Linked DNA regions of Zea mays: region 1 is linked to region 2. Evidence: chromatin contacts called from public Hi-C data. All regions are on one chromosome and are shown on one strand. Each heading gives the region's core, a stretch centred on a gene start, on an enhancer-like site or on the middle of the called end of the contact. The rest is flanking DNA. Distances are from core to core; before and after follow the strand shown.

Evidence for each region. Hi-C and Micro-C count contacts between places; a contact is called where the count stands out from the background.
Region 1: a Hi-C map of endosperm shows a contact between it and region 2, with 6 times the contacts expected there. The contact joins the enhancer-like site here to the promoter of LOC100276786 in region 2. A contact is called at or near these places in 4 of 25 Hi-C or Micro-C datasets (bundle sheath, endosperm, leaf and 1 more).

The regions. Positions count from the first base shown.
Region 1 is chr2:144,012,953-144,017,448 of Zm-B73-REFERENCE-NAM-5.0, forward strand. No RefSeq gene overlaps it. Among protein-coding and RNA genes, the nearest start is that of LOC103647036, 7.3 kb to the right of the region's middle. Within about 2 kb of position 3,054, at least 19 of the 20 cell types and tissues checked have an H3K27ac peak or open chromatin away from gene starts, as enhancers often do. A contact at or near this core is called in bundle sheath, endosperm, leaf and 1 more, where this site is marked.
Region 2 is chr2:143,880,805-143,885,039 of Zm-B73-REFERENCE-NAM-5.0, forward strand. It overlaps LOC100276786, which reads right to left and starts at 2,615. Exons shown (of 3, transcript NM_001150497.2): 1 at 2,423-2,615. LOC111590831 reads left to right here and starts at 228. Exons shown (of 2, transcript XM_023301651.2): 1 at 228-450; 2 at 2,418-2,545. The coding sequence starts at 228. The coding sequence ends at 2,545.

The sequences.
Region 1 (4,496 bases), core at 1,804-4,303, 130 kb after region 2:
TTATTTAACCTATGTTGGTTAGTCTTGTTAATCTACTCACCATTATAATCTACTAAAATATGATCTAAGGTCAATTTATAATGTGGATTGAAGTGTAGATAGTTATTTAGAGAATAACCTCTCATATGATTTATATTAACCAATTTATGATATAGTTTAATATTTTAATCACATAGATCCTCTATAAAATCATAACTCCTTAATCGTAACTCCGATCTCAGTAGTTCTCGATTCCGCGATCTCGTAGCAACGAGTAGATTATTATTATTCAGTTTGTACTTATGTTTGGTGTGATGTTAATTTTGTCTATACCATGTTTGTTTGTATTGCTACGACTAGCAGCGAGGTTACGAGTCACTTGAAGAGCAAGTGATACCTAGAATCGCAAGTGCCAGGCAAGTTGTGCCCTTGACCACTTTTGTTACCCAATAATGTTCTTTATAATCATTTACCATGCATAGGTTTAATTTTGATGGGACCCAATAGGTCACCCTAAATTGTTTATCTCTTTACCTTGTTATCCCTGAATCACATGGGTAGTTTTTGCTATTGCTTTACATGGTTTTGGGATAATATTCTATTATATCCATGTTCCAGTTATTTTGTTATTCTATTTATGTTCATGTCAAGATCATTAATGTTAATTGGAACATGGAGATTAACTTGAGAAACACGTGCCACCACAAGGGTTTAATGGGACGCACTTGGCCAACTAACTAGGAAAGCTAGTGGAAGACTACCTTACCCGAAAGGGGCAAGGGCAGTAGGGAATTGCATGCAAGGAGGTTCTCAGGTTGATTTTGCTGCGATGGCAGTCAGACGGGGGATTCTTGCAAGTGCTCTTCCCATAAACTGTAGCGGGTTTTCGGAAGCTAGTGGAACTTTGTAAAGGACTCGTAGTGGATCCCTACCCATTCACCTCGGTAGTGTCTAAGGGTCTAGCTAACCCTGGCGACATGGGATACACGACTTGTGGGTACACGGTACAACCTCTGCAGAGTGTCAAACTGGTATACTAGCCGAGCTCACGGTCATGAGCAGCTCAGGACTCTCCGATGATTAATTTATGGAACTTAAATTTAATTTGTCATTTGCATTGCATGGGATTATGTATTAATTTTGTTCTATTACTTTACTTAAGGTTTGGTATTTATTTACATTTAGTAACTGCTAATAAAATTTTGACCAACTACTTAAAAGCAATGCTCAGCTTTAACCCCCTGTCATTAATTAGCCTTACACATCACATGAACTCCCACCTTTGGTGAGTTCATGCCCACTGGTTCCCCACAACTTGTTGAGCTATGATCATGTGTGAGCTCACCCTTGCTGTCTCACACCCCCCACAGGAGAAGAACAGGTGGTCCAGGAGGAGCCACAAGGCGAGGGTTTGATCTGATCTAGGTGGCGTTTCCCCAGTTGACTTCTGCGCCAAGGACAATCCTTAGTTCATTTTATATTTATCTTTTATTTTGTAATAAGACTTCTGCTATGTAATAAGTACTCTGATTATTGTGACATTTACCTCTATACACTCTATTATTATATATGTTGTCTTCTTGGCGCATGTATGACATGCACTTGGCTTTGTCCCTTAAAGCCCGGGTGTGACACATGGCTAGCACACCGGTTTTACACTCTATAGAGGTTGCACATCTTTACCCACAAGTCGTGTTACCCATTTACCACGGGGTTGATTGGACCCCATACACCTCTACCAAGGAAGCGAGGCAGGGTACCACTACGAGGCCTTTACAAAGTTCCACTAGCTTTAGAAAACCTGTTACAGTTTCTAGGAAGCTCCAGTGCAGGGATCCCTCGCCTGACCACCATTGCAGCAAAATCAACCCAAGGACCTCCCTACACTGACCACTGCCCTACTGCCCTTGTCCCTATCGAGTAAGGTAGTCATCCACTAGCTTTCCTAGTTAATCGGCCAAGGACGTCCCATACCACCCTTGTGGTAGCACTGTTTTCCCGGGTGGTTCTCCATGTTCCCATTAACATAATGATCTTATCATGAACAATAATAATAAACTGATAATAAAAAGTGTAATCATGAGTGATGTATATCTCTATACCCAAAACCACATAAAGCAATAGCATATACTACCCAAAAATATTCAGTGGTAAAACAAGGTATAAAGATAGCCAAAACTGGGGTAACCTACTGGATCCCATCAAAATTAACCTATGCAGATCATTAAGATTAATAAGAACATGATTGGGTAAAAGGAAGTGATCAAGGGCACAACTTACCTTCAACGAGCTCCTGCTCAGCAGTCTCCACCAGCTAAACCCCTGTATCCTCTGCGGCTTGCTCGTCTACTCGCATCAATACAAACATACATAGTATAGCAAAAATTAACATCACACCAAACAATAGAACATAATGCATGATAATATTCTACGTTGTGTAACGAGATCATATGAACAAGAATCACTAAATTTGGATCTACGGTTATTAAGTTATGAATTTCCGAAGTTATTGAGTACCTAGAATAGCATAATTCATGGGAATAATTTACTTCAAGTTTCATGATTAAACAGAGCTACTAGTTGATAGACAATATTATTACCAAACAAATGTCGCTAGAATGAATTAATTTGGAGCTAGGATGGATTAAATATGAATTTCACAAGTTTATTAATTTATTTGTGTACTAAAAATCAATTTCTATAAGTATTTATCTAATTTCTTTGTTCTGTGGGCCGAGCACTAAATACAGAGAACCACCGGGGCAGAACCAGAAATTTTTCCCAGACTCAGGGAGCGCCTGGGATGGACTGCGGGTTTATTCCTGAAATCCCCAGGATCTCTTACGAAAATATGCCAGGGCGAAAGGGTATCGTCTAAATCTGGTCGTTGGGTCTTGCGCGGATGGTGCGGATTAGATCGAACTGCCAGCGAAGCGGTACGCGTTCCTGGCCACAGGATCCAAGATCTACTGTCACAGGTTCATCGCATCCCAATTCCACCTAGTCGTCCGACCGTGAACCGACCGCCGAGATAAACTCCGCGAAGGGGTACGTGCTCATTCTAATCTCCACCCTCGCTCACGGATCCGACGGCTGACATAGGCTCCCATCCCTATTCCCCTCAACGGCTCAAAGGGTCACTGGAGAAGACGCAGGCCACGGCGGCGCCATTTGTCAACAACCGCGATCACCCGCTCTATCGCAGTAATCTCCAATCTACCGGTTGCAACATGTAACACTGAACCGACCAAAACGGGGAAGCCACAAATCACCGAGGATGGCGCGCACAGGAGTCCGGTCCACAGTGAACAGAGACTCGGCACGGCCATTGAATTCCGACGAGCGATTCCCCGGTAGTACGCCCTTCCAGATGCCGATAGCACCCACCCGCGTGCACGGGGCACCCTTGCGATGGCCCCGACCCCTTCTGAGGCCTCGAGCGACGGCGAGGGCAAGGATCCACGGCGGCGAACTCTCGCGACCCTTTCACTGGTGGCGACGGAAAGAAGAGGGGCAAGGAGAGGAGTCGAAGGGGAGAGGCAAGGACGGTCTTCGGTCCGCTTTTGAAGCCCAGATGGGACGCAGTCGTGGTGAGCGGGGATGTCGCGAGCTCAACGACTCGCCCGTGAAGCCCGGCGAGGAAGAGGAACAGGGTCGTGGGTCCTAGCTGACAGCGAAACACAAAGGGAGTCGGCGGGCGTGCGACCGTTAGTCTGGCGAGTGGGGCCCAGTCCACAGCGACGTTTGTGCGTGATGTAAGTCCCGCTGACAAGATGGTCCCACGTGTGAGTGTCACAGACGAGCGCGCGCGATTGGTAGACTGGAAAGAGGCTGACAAGGTGGGGTCGTGTTGGCAGTGTCCGAGCAGTCCACCAACGTGCGCGTGTGGGAAGACTGACAGGCCGGGCCTCCGTGTCGGCGCGTCCGTTTGGCTGATGGGCCCGCGAAGCAGTGGAGGGGTTAGGTGGGCCAGAATTGGTGGTGTTGGCCCAGTGCAGTTTTCTTTTCGTTTTCTTTTATGTTTTCTAATTTCTTTTCTCTATTCCCAAATTCAATTTGAATTCAAATCTAAATTCAAACCTTGTACCAATTTTATCCTCAAATTATATTAAGACCTTAAAAGTACTAATTTTGGAATTATATGAATTTTCTTTATATTTTATACTCTCTTTTTCTTTTCTCCCCTTTTCTTCAAATCTTCACCTCATTATTATTATATTTCTATTCATATTATTATTGTATTAAATGCACAAACAAACTCCAATATGATGCAATGGTTTATTTGTGTTTTAGTGCAGATTTACTCATTTTTAAACATGATTAGTCACATGTTTCAAAGGTAGATGGCAAATCACATAAAAAGATCAACTCTTTATAAGCTTCATAATTTGGGTATTACAGGCAGTGACCAAGTCTTCATGTCCGAGAAGTAACGGCGATCCGAATCGACTAATACCCAGCTGGGGATCTCCAACCACACAACATATGTAGCACTTAACACTTGCATATGTCAACTC
Region 2 (4,235 bases), core at 1,365-3,864:
CTACAATAGGGTTTGGGGATTTTTTTTCCCGTGAGGTACTGAGGTGGACTTTGTCGCTCTGTTGAGTCTCATGGGCCACGACATTCTATTGGGCTGGTTAGGTATGGGAGACGGGAAGGAGATATTTGGTCCAAGTTAAAAATATTCCTTCATTTATTTGATTTATTTCCTATTTTCCATGTATATATATACTATATATATGTATATATTTATTTTTTATACAAATAATGGGTATTCATTTTAATACCCTTGAATTGAATGGGGCCCGCCCGTCTCCTGGTCACATAAAGGGCAGCGTGGAGGGTGGGGGCAGACAGGCAGTCCATGGTGAGCCACGCGGCCTGACGTCCAGCACCGCTCGTGTGCCGCCATCCAGAGAAAGAACTTGCACTCCAAGTCTCCAACGGCGCCCAGATCTTCCAAATACGCCTGCAAGGCTGAAAGGAAATAGTATGGGTGAAGAACCGATGGTAGCTGGACTTGGCAGTGTACTGATCAGCTAGCGAAGTCTTGTCATACTTCAGCAGCAGGTTTACTGGCAGCAAACTGGAACCCAATGCTAAAGTGGGAAATTGTCTAAACAAAAATATGTATGAGTACTGTTCTGCTCCTCACCCGAGGCATCAAGCATCAGATTTTAGAAAGAACAAATTCAGCCAGGATCTTCATAGGCGACAAGGCGACCCCCCCCCAGGGCAAGCTGGGTACACTTATCGCCTAAGCGCAAGGCGTAACAAGACCCCCTCAAGGAGAGCTGGATCTGCCCGGACACCTACACTACGCCTTTGAAACAGAGGCCTTGATTGGGGTAACAGGACACTTATGTACTAATATACACAGGGCAAACATGAATCCACACCAAATCAGCTGTATTGACTATTGACTTATATAAGAGAACCATTTGTTCACCTAGCCTTCAAAGATGCCATTTTGATATAACACTGAGCCCTAGAGTAGTCCCTCCGACCCAAAAAAAAACCAGCAATTGTATGGTTCAAATTTTGTCCCAAATTAAGTGCAACCGTAGGCATTCTGTCATCACCAGCTTGTGGATCCGCTAAAAAATCAGCCGCACACCTCCTCAACGGACGCCCAGAACCATAAGCATCTCGTCCACTCGTTCACCACCCCATTCTCCAACTGTGCAGTGTACACGATGCACCTGCTCTCCCACATCTTCCTGAGATTCCGGTGAGAACTTCCTGCTCCAAGACGCAGGGAAGAAACTCTATCCTCACGCGCTGTGAGCCCGCCCATGCCAAGCTCCCTGCCCCAGTCATGGCCACGGCCCTTGGCAGCATCGTCGACCTCCCTCAAGCCCCTACTGCGGATGCCATCCAAGCATTCGGAGAGGAGTGGTGGTGTGTGGTCACGTGGAGTGCTTGTTCCAGCAGCCATCATTCACCTCTCCTTGCACTAACGTGGAGGAGCAGGGAGTTCGATGCCGTGATGGAGAGGCGTGTGGATGCTAGAAGGTGGTGGCGCGTGTGGGGATACCACGGCATGGGAAGGGCCACAAAGCAGCCAGAAACCACCTGAAGACGAGGAAGCTTGGAATCGGATCCAAGCGAGCGAGCGGTGGTACTCAGGGCAAGGATGATGAGGTAGCTATGGGACGCAGTCGGGAACCTTCTGAGGACGAAGAGTCTGGAATGGGATTGAGATTTTCCAAATGTATTATTGCAATTTCACATCCATAATTGGTATCCATGTCAGGTCCTACAATCGTATTCTTTGTGGGACCAAGGGAGTAGGTGAGTGACTTCAGTATCTAAAAAATTCCATAAAATTAGTGCGGTGATAGCTATAGCTAGTGGCAGTATTTTCGTGCTTCAGCAATGGGTTTGTTGACAACAAACTGGCCGCCTAAATGGGTAACCAGATAGTGAACATACAAAGGAATAGGGAGCTCTTCTTCACCTCATCCAAGACAAGGATTCCTTCTGAAAGAGCTATCTGTATCTAATAATGATTTTAGGATAACACCGATGCAGCAAGCATCATATTCACATTGGGATAATAGGATATGTCCATTCTAATGAACAAGGCAAAATTGCAGAGCCAATACGACCAGGAAATCATTTCTTCGCCTAGCGCCCAATAGATCCCATACTGATGCCATACTAAGCCCTATATAATTGAGACTCGGCGGAGCTTCAATCAAAGGTGAAGAACGAACTCCACCATCTATCGATTACCGCGACCCCTATGATGAACAAGAACGAATCTGCGCCGATGGCAGGAGTCCTAGAATCAAACAGCCTACCAACGGAGCAAGAATCGCCCACTATTCCACCAAGGCCTATTCCATCCATGGTCTCCCCCCACACCAGGAACAGCACATTGGCCTAACCGCAACGGCAGCTAGACACAATAGTATAACACACCATGTCCCAAAAAGGAAGCGGCTAGACAAGCTCACCGTCGAGGGATGGCGCACCCAGCAGGCGAGCGGCGAGGAGAAGAGTCCCGCGGCGCCGCTGCCACTCGCACGCCACCAGCCGCGCACCTCTCCTTCGGTCCTTCCCTAGGCAGTAGGCACTAGGCAAGGCAGTTCTTGGGGTTGGCAGCCAGAACCGAGGAGGACGGACGACTAGAAAACCATTAAACTATACGAAAAGGCTGGAGCACGAACTGAAAGCGACGCGCCGCGCCGCGTGTATCCGGGGTACCGCCCGACCGCTCTCTCTGACATGCGGGGCGAAAAACATGGTCCTACGTGTCAGAAACGGCGGTAGGCAAAACCTGTGGGCGTGTGGCGCCCTGGCCCGACTCTTTTTGTTTTTTAGTTTTTTTTTTTCGGAAAAAGTACTTTATATTAGACGCAGGAACTTACAACGTGGAGTTGCATAGCGTAGCTGATATAGAGCGGTGATTACGGGGTAATGAGCTCTATATTTTACTTAAAAATTAAAAATCAAATTATATTAGAATATTACTCTATTTTTATTTATTTTTAAAGTTCTTAACTCATTGTGAAAAAACATTTGGATCGTACAAGTCGTGTGTGTATATATAGGGGATATTGGGAGCTCAAGCCTTCTAATAGTTACCTCCAGTCACCTCTGGACCGCACCCAACAACCGTATAACACACATCAAATTCATCGATTAAAATAATACATTAATAGTCATTTAAAACTTAATAGAAAGTAAAGTAAAAATTTAAATCAAGTATTTGATTTAATTTATCTTTAGAGAATGATTTTTGTTTGCTCATGATGATTGATTGATGATTTGATTCATAAAATTTCTTTTATGAAAACTCAATTAATTAATATAGAAACTTTGGTCAAAAATAAATATTTTAATTATAAATATTTTTTGTGTAATTATTATGATTTTTGGACATATTTAAAAATATATTTATCTATATTCTTATTGGACATATAAAAAAACGAAATCATAATCTAACCGACCGAACCAGCCCACAAGGCAGCCCAACCCCCCCTCCCCTCTCTCTCTTACGGGCGGGGCCCACCCGGCCTCTTCCCCTTCCTCCAGCCGCGCCCACGCCGACCCCGGTCGAGCCGCCATGCCCCGATGTCACACCCGGTTTTAGAAGGCAAACCGAATGCGAACCATGTACGTGTCAGGATCAGCAATTCACGTACACAACAGTTACATAACCGGACCTCATCACGCAGTGCTCAAATAATAACATAAAAGAGGGTAATAGTCTGATTACATCATGATATCCGAGACATCCACATAGTCATTAACAATTATCAAAGTGCAAAAAATGAAATGTAGCTAAACACGGCCTTCACAGGCAGCCGACTAGGGGTTTGCCGACTAGAACTCATCGTACTCTTGGAACTCCTGTAAATCCTCCACCACGACTTCATCTTCTCCTGAGCAGTGGTTGAAATGTGGACAACCTGGGGGTTTGGTGTGTAAAGGGTGAGTACACATCAACATACTCAACAATTGTCCTGTTTGGCTGTAGTGGACTAGCTTTATGTAGGGTTAAGGTCAAGCACTTGCTTTTAGTTGGTCAGGTAATTATTAATAGTAGAGAGCAAAGTTTTAATATTTACCCAAGTTGTTAACCCAAAAGTACCATTTACAAACGGAAAGAACACCAGGAACCATAACCAAAATCATAACCAAAACCATCATCATCCTCATTATCACCTATAAACAAAGTATCTCTGATCAATGTGCATCTAATCAGTGGAGCTCCCAAGTCCGCTCATAACCGCGAGCACGGCTGATATATCAGTTTCATAACAC